2 separate regions of the Rattus norvegicus genome follow, and region 2 is linked to region 1. A link is a contact called in public Hi-C data. All regions are on one chromosome and are shown on one strand. Each heading gives the region's core, a stretch centred on a gene start, on an enhancer-like site or on the middle of the called end of the contact. The rest is flanking DNA. Distances are from core to core; before and after follow the strand shown.

Evidence for each region. A called contact is a pair of places that touch in the nucleus more often than the background predicts.
Region 2: a Hi-C map of liver shows a contact between it and region 1, with 4 times the contacts expected there. The contact joins the enhancer-like site here to the promoter of Cebpb in region 1. A contact is called at or near these places in 7 of 12 Hi-C or Micro-C datasets (Schwann cells, hepatocytes, kidney and 2 more).

The regions. Positions count from the first base shown.
Region 1 is chr3:176,815,006-176,818,761 of GRCr8, forward strand. It overlaps Cebpb (CCAAT/enhancer binding protein beta), which reads left to right and starts at 2,000. Exons shown (of 1, transcript NM_024125.5): 1 at 2,000-3,431. The coding sequence starts at 2,053. The coding sequence ends at 2,946.
Region 2 is chr3:176,885,536-176,889,228 of GRCr8, forward strand. No RefSeq gene overlaps it. Among named protein-coding and RNA genes, the nearest start is that of Cebpb, 70 kb to the left of the region's middle. Within about 2 kb of position 1,321, at least 22 of the 93 cell types and tissues checked have an H3K27ac peak or open chromatin away from gene starts, as enhancers often do. A contact at or near this core is called in Schwann cells, hepatocytes and liver, where this site is marked.

The DNA of each region.
Region 1 (3,756 bases), core at 750-3,249:
AGAGCAGAGGGCTAAGGCCACACAGAGATGCTTGGGGTACTGTATAACTCTCCCCAGGTCTCGCTATGTCTCCCCAGAGCCCTGAAATGCCGACAGGAAGCTAAGGCGCAGAGCCAGTCTGCCAGAGACCACACCCAGCCAAAACAGGGAGTAAAGAGAGAAGTCAGGCCATCAAGATGGCTCAGTGGTTTAAGGCACTTAGAGCCAAGTCCGAGGACCCGAGTTCAATACCCAGGACCCATTGGATAGAAGGAGCGGCCTGTGACAGGCAGTGAACTCTGAAGTTCTGACCTTCACATGCAAGTTGTGGTGCACATTCACACAGTAAATAAATACGATAGACAGACAGACAGACAGACCCCTCCCTGGAGGTGCTGACATGGGGAGTAGGCAGCAGGGACAGAAGGAAGAGTGGCCAAGTGAAATAGGCTTTCAGGTTAGGAGTGTTAGGGAGCTTGGGGCTCAGGAAATCTTGGAGGGCTTCCTGGAGGCAAGCTCAGCCGAGACCCCAGCAGGGAACTCCTGGAGCAGGGTTGAGGGAATAGGGAGCACTGCCTTTCTGGAGCCCAGTCTGAGGGGAAACTGAGGGAAGGAGGGCAATGGTGTGAATGGTGGCCTAGAGGCAGAAAGAACAGTCACCAGTGTTGGATGAGGGAAGGCCTGTCAGTGAAGCCCCAATGTCCCACTTTATAGCCAGGCCTGGCTGGGTGGCCCTGGGGATGTCACCACGCCTCTCTGGGCCCTGATCCCTTCCTGGCCCAGAGGCTGCTGGGAAGGCCAGAAAGCCGCAGGCAGGGCTAGTGTCTTATCCTTTCCCTCCCTGCCCCCCACCCCCAAGGGCACAGGGAGATGTCATTTCTCCAGCTCTTGGGGGCGGAGGTCACCCCAGCTCAGCAGATAACACCGAAGGTTGAGCAACACCCCGCCAGCTTGCCGGGGCCAGGCCTGGGGTCAATGGGTCGGGGGTCAGCCCCAGGCAGGTTGGCAGCTCCCGCTTGAGTGGCCCGGCTGGGAGTGGCAGAAGAGTGGGCCCCCAAAGTTGTCCTGGGCCTTCTCGGAAGAGTCTCACCGGGGAGAGGCTGGTGGTCCAACCTGGTGCCCATTCAAGTGCATGGAGAGTTTGTTTTTCCAGCTCTCCGGGTGACCGTTGCGTCCTTACGACTGGACTTGGGTCTGCCATGTTCCCACCGCAACCACCTGAGGAGCTGCAGCCTCCGGGGAGGGCTGTGCGGGTCTTTCTTGGGGTCCATTTGTCTCTGATACCCGGACACCACTACCGACAATACCAACACTGTCCACGGAGGAAACTCAGAGGAGCAAAGTGACTCACCCACAGACACAGTGTGGCAGAACCCCCACCCTTGCCACCTTCGCGGAGAGGCGTGGGGAGTGGAGTAGGCTGGTGCGGTGGGCGGGCCATACAAAGGGTTGAGGGTTGGGATCCGGGGACAGTAAGCATCCCCGGGGTGGGCGTGCACAGGGTGGAGAGTTCTGCTTCCAGGAGTTGGGGTCTCAGAGGCGTGGGCAGCACCTGGGTGGGCGGACATGCACCGGGTGGAAGGCTGTTTCCAGGGAGTTGGGGACCGGGGACAGCGGGCGGGATCCGACGGTTGGGGTCGTGCACCGGGTGGACTGATCTGTTTCCCAGAAGTTGGGGGCCCGGGAGAGCGGACAGGAGCCGGACCAGTCACCGCGTCCTCCAGCAGGGGGCGGGCGGCGGCAGCGCTCCTCAGTGTTCCCGAGGGGCGGGAAGGGGGCGGGCTAGCGTCACCCGCGTCCGTGGCGATCGCGGGGCTGGCGGGGCGCCCAGGACACCGCTCAGTATCCCGCGCGCGGACCCCCGCCGCTCCCCACTCCCCGCCGCGCCCTCTCGCGCTCCCGCGGCCGGGCAATGACGCGCACCGACCCGGCGGCGGGGCGGCGGGAGGGGCCCCGGCGTGACGCAGCCCGTTGCCAGGCGCCGCCTTATAAACCTCCCGCTCGGCCGCCGCCGAGCCGAGTCCGAGCCGCGCACGGGACCGGGACGCAGCGGAGCCCGCGGGCCCCGCGTTCATGCACCGCCTGCTGGCCTGGGACGCAGCATGCCTCCCGCCGCCGCCCGCCGCCTTTAGACCCATGGAAGTGGCCAACTTCTACTACGAGCCCGACTGCCTGGCCTACGGGGCCAAGGCGGCCCGCGCCGCGCCGCGCGCCCCCGCCGCCGAGCCGGCCATCGGCGAGCACGAGCGCGCCATCGACTTCAGCCCCTACCTGGAGCCGCTCGCGCCCGCCGCCGCGGACTTCGCCGCGCCCGCGCCCGCGCACCACGACTTCCTTTCCGACCTCTTCGCCGACGACTACGGCGCCAAGCCGAGCAAGAAGCCGTCCGACTACGGTTACGTGAGCCTCGGCCGCGCGGGCGCCAAGGCCGCACCGCCCGCCTGCTTCCCGCCGCCGCCTCCCGCCGCACTCAAGGCCGAGCCGGGCTTCGAACCCGCGGACTGCAAGCGCGCGGACGACGCGCCCGCCATGGCGGCCGGCTTCCCGTTCGCCCTGCGCGCCTACCTGGGCTACCAGGCGACGCCGAGCGGCAGCAGCGGCAGCCTGTCCACGTCGTCGTCGTCCAGCCCGCCCGGGACGCCGAGCCCCGCCGACGCCAAGGCCGCGCCCGCCGCCTGCTTCGCGGGGCCGCCGGCCGCGCCCGCCAAGGCCAAGGCCAAGAAGGCGGTGGACAAGCTGAGCGACGAGTACAAGATGCGGCGCGAGCGCAACAACATCGCGGTGCGCAAGAGCCGCGACAAGGCCAAGATGCGCAACCTGGAGACGCAGCACAAGGTGCTGGAGCTGACGGCGGAGAACGAGCGGCTGCAGAAGAAGGTGGAGCAGCTGTCGCGAGAGCTCAGCACGCTGCGGAACTTGTTCAAGCAGCTGCCCGAGCCGCTGCTGGCCTCGGCGGGTCACTGCTAGCCCGGCGGGGGTGGCGTGGGGGCGCCGCGGCCACCCTGGGCACCGTGCGCCCTGCCCCGCGCGCTCCGTCCCCGCGCGCGCCCGGGGCACCGTGCGTGCACCGCGCGCACCTGCACCTGCACCGAGGGGACACCGTGGGCACCGCGCGCACGCACCTGCACCGCGCACCGGGTTTCGGGACTTGATGCAATCCGGATCAAACGTGGCTGAGCGCGTGTGGACACGGGACTGACGCAACACACGTGTAACTGTCAGCCGGGCCCTGAGTAATCACTTAAAGATGTTCCTGCGGGGTTGTTGCTGTTGATGTTTTTGTTTTTGTTTTTTGTTTTTTGTTTTTTTTTTGGTCTTATTATTTTTTTGTATTATATAAAAAAGTTCTATTTCTATGAGAAAAGAGGCGTATGTATATTTTGAGAACCTTTTCCGTTTCGAGCATTAAAGTGAAGACATTTTAATAAACTTTTTTGGAGAATGTTTAAAAAGCCTTTTGGGGGCAGTAGTTGGCTTTTGAAAAAAAATTTTTTTTCTTCCCTCCTGACTTTGGATTTATGCGAGATTTTGTTTTTTGTGTTTCTGGTGTGTAGGGGGCTGCGGGTTATTTTTGGGTTGTGTGTGGTGGTGGGTGGGGGTGTCGCATCTGGGTTTTTCTCCTCCCCTGGCAGATGGGATGCCAGCCCCTCCCCCCAGGAGAGGGGGCAGAGTGCCGGGTCAGGAATTCAGGGTGACTCAGCACCCATGGGTGCCGGGGACCTTGCTAGAAACCCTGCTTGGGACGGGCCGCCCTCTGGGCTTGGTTTGAGTATCAGG
Region 2 (3,693 bases), core at 71-2,570, 70 kb after region 1:
TTAATGGCCCCCATTCTCACTTGTCATATATCTGATGGCTTGTCAGTTTGGACCTTTCAGACTCATCCACAACCTGTCTGTGTCCCACATACCCCGCCTCCCACCGCACAGTTTTCACCTGGCCTGGCCTTCAGTATTCCTGCTCCTTGGTGGTCACCAGTCACCACCAACCCTTCAATGGCCTCCTTGCTGCTCTGCATGAACCTCAGGGCCTTTGCACAGTCTCTGTCCTTGTCAGAGCCCATGTCTTCAGTGTGTTCACAGGGGGCTTTGCTCTTTCTAAGGTCTCTGCCAATGCCACTGCTTAACCCCTTCTATCCCGTGTTCCCTGCTACTGCGTCCCACTGTGAAGCCAAGATTTCCTCTGAGGGCACAGGAGTCCCAGAGAGCGGATGGGGATGCAAAGGTCTGGAGTGCCATGTGGATGTGGTGGGCACTGTGCAGCCAGACGGGGAGAGCGGGTCGGGGCCTCTGGGAGTGACCTCAGGAAGCTGTGTCTCTCTCTCTCTCTCTTGACCCAGGAATCTACAACAGCTGTTGGAGGCCGCCTAAGTGAATCGTCATTTGACAAATAAAAAGTGAAGGCCTAGAAGTTGCCTCTGTGCCAGGAGCATGGAGAAGAGGGTGTGTGTGTGTGTGTGTGTGTGTGTGTGTGTGTATGTTATATGTGTATGTGTGTATGTGTTCTATGTGTGTGTATGTGAATCTGTATGTATGTGTGTATGTGTGTGTATTTGTGTGTATGTGTGTGTGTGTTCTATGTGTATGTATGTGAATCTGTATGTATGTGTGTATGTGTGTGTATGTGTGTGTATTTGTGTGTGTATGTGTTGTATGTGTGTGTGTGTCCTATGTGTGTATGCATGTGTATGTGTTGTATGTGTGTATGCGTGTATGTGTTCTATGTGTGTGTATGTGAATCTGTATGTATGTGTGTATGTGTGTGTATTTGTGTGTATTTGTGTGTGTGTTATATGTGTGTGTGTCCTATGTGTGTATGTATGTGTATGTGTTGTATATGTGTGTATGTGTGTATGCATGTGTTATATATGTGTATGTGTGTTGTGTGTGTATGCGTGTATGTATGTGTTATATGTGTGCGTGTGTGTGTGTGTGGTGTGTGTGGTGTGTGTGAGCAGTCACTCACACCTCAGTCTGAATGAGCTTTCTAGATTCTCGGTCACCTGGTGACTTGGTGACTTCTAGATCTTGTAGGGCCTGGGAGACAGAGAGAAGGCAGGGCAGAGCTTAGGGTGGGGCCAGGCTCTTTTAGCCCAGCCTTTGCCCTGGCCTGGTTCCCTACAGGGCTCAGGATTGCACAATCATACCACCCACGGCTGTGACCTAGGCGGGTGACACAGTCTCTGGGAGCCACCCCTGGACCATGTGTCCTGGTTATATGCACAGGGCCCCAGTCAGCATGAGCACACCCCTGCATAGCCTGACATTTCCTGGCTGTGTGACTCTGGGCAAGTCACTTCCCCTCTCTGAGCCCAGAGTTCCTCTTCTGGCAGTGAAGATAGCCTCCCTGCTGAGTGCTGGGAGAGGTGCTTTTCTTCTGCCCCTCAGGCAGTGTGGCCATTCTTCAGAAATGTGGGTATAGTCCACCTCAGGACCTTTGCATGCACTATTTTGTCTGCCTGGAAGCCCTTTCCCCAAAAGAGTCCCTGCACCCTGGCCTGCACTCCCTTCTTGTTCTATGTATCTCTGTAACTCTAACCACCGCTGCAGGCTTGGTGACTTTGCTGGTATGTCCGTGCCCCCAGGGCCAGCTCCATTTTGGCCCTTCTTGCTCACTGTTGGGTCCCCTGCACTCTTGAAAGACAGAGCACAAGAAACTTGTCAATAAGAGCTGGAGAATGAATCAAGGAATGAATGGAAGGCACTTAGCTCCTCACGAGTCCCGGGAAGCTCGCCCAGCGCCCTGTGGTGGGAGAGATTTCCACAGCCCCTTCCCAGGATTCCCTGAGTCCAGCTCTTCCAAGCTAACCCTCCCCAGCCACTGCCTCTCCCAGTTCCTACTGCCCCTCCAGTCTGGTTCTGGGTCAGGACGACCTCTGGGGCATCCAGGCTGAGGGCAGCTCTAGGACCAAGGCTAAAGCTTCTGGGAGGAGAGAGCCAAACTTCAGGGCTTCCTGCTCAGGGCCACCAACTCCTGGTGCTTTCTAAGAAATCATAAGAGGGACCCCATTCCTGCCAAATGGGAACAAACCGATCCTCACTGGGCAGAGGGGCTGCGTCTCAGGCCTGACCTCTTGGGGTCCTTTGCTGCTTATGAGACATCCTAGTCTTGACGCTGGCTTTCTGGAGCCTGTGGCAGGCTGTGATGACAGGTGCCATCATGGCTGTCTGGTGGCTTGGGCTCATCACCCCATACTCCTTGTCTTAGTTTTCTTGCTGGAGATACTTGGAGGACAAGGTCAGTCCTGCGGGTTCTGAGGTCCCCAGCCGGATCTGAGGCCGGTTCCCTGGCTGTAGGGGTCGAGTCCCCCAAGTCTCCATGGCCCCACAGAGCCCCTCAGCGGTGGTTGCCCTGCAGCCCTCCCTCTGTCTCCTCTGTCTGCTGCCTGCCGGCCTCCCTCACTTCTCTAGAACCAGCTTGTTTTTGTTTTCTGTTTTTACGGCTCCATAAATGAGTCACGGGCCTGATTTGATTTAATTTCGTCGTAATTGTTATCTTTTCGACCTTGTTTTTTTCCACTCGTTACTCACGAGACCACAAAACCTAAACAGGACGGGGCCTTCCCTGACCCAGGGCCTGGCCCAGGGTCAGCAGCTCCTGGGGACAGGGTGGGCTCCTGGGGGAGGCTCTGGCTGTCACCTCGATTTGGGGGAAGTTATCTGGATCTCCGGGCTGCTGCCAGCGTCCTCCACAGTGAGGCTCACTAGGAGAGCCACCTTGCAAACACCTCTGGCCCAGGAGAGGAGACACCACGCTTGAGGCGGGGAGCTGGGGACAGACTCCTCTGGGGGCGGCACCCTGAGCCGGCACACCGCCCATATTTTTCCACGTATTAAGAGGAACCAGAAGTCTGAGGTCATGTGTGAAAACTCCTGATTTTTAAATGCTGGCCAGCAAATCAAATTAAAAACAAACAAACACAACGCCAGTGTGTGCCTCTACGTGGCTTCTTTGGCCATTTCTGGCTTAGAAGTTTCTGGAAGAGCTGGCCTTGCCCCCGGTCCAGCTGTTTGCTCTTTCTCCTCATAGCCACAGTCACCGCTCCAGAGCACCAGGGTGACTCCTGAGCCCATAGCCACGCATGTCCCTGGTCACCTCCCACAGCCTCTGATCTCTGGGGTGATGGCAGCCTTGACCAATGCCCCCAGCACCAGGCCAGTTACGGCTCCTCTTGTTCTCTCTCTGTGCGTGTGTTCCGACTAGGAGATTCTTCGTTATTTAAAAACCAGGATATTTTGACTTTGTGTGTATATCTGTGTGTGTGTGTGTGTGTGTTTATGTGTCTGCCTCTCTGCCCCCCTCATGTGTGTATGTGTGTGTATATCTGCTGTTCTCTCTCTCTCTCTCTCTCTCTCTCTCTCTCTCTCTCTCTCTCTCTCTCTCTCTGTGGGGTGTGTGTGTGTGTGTGTGTGTGTGTGTGTGTGTCTGCTGTGCTCTTTGTGTATGTCTGTGTGTGTGCGTGTGTGTGTGTGTGTCTGCCTCTCTCTGCATGTGTGTATGTGTGTTTGTGT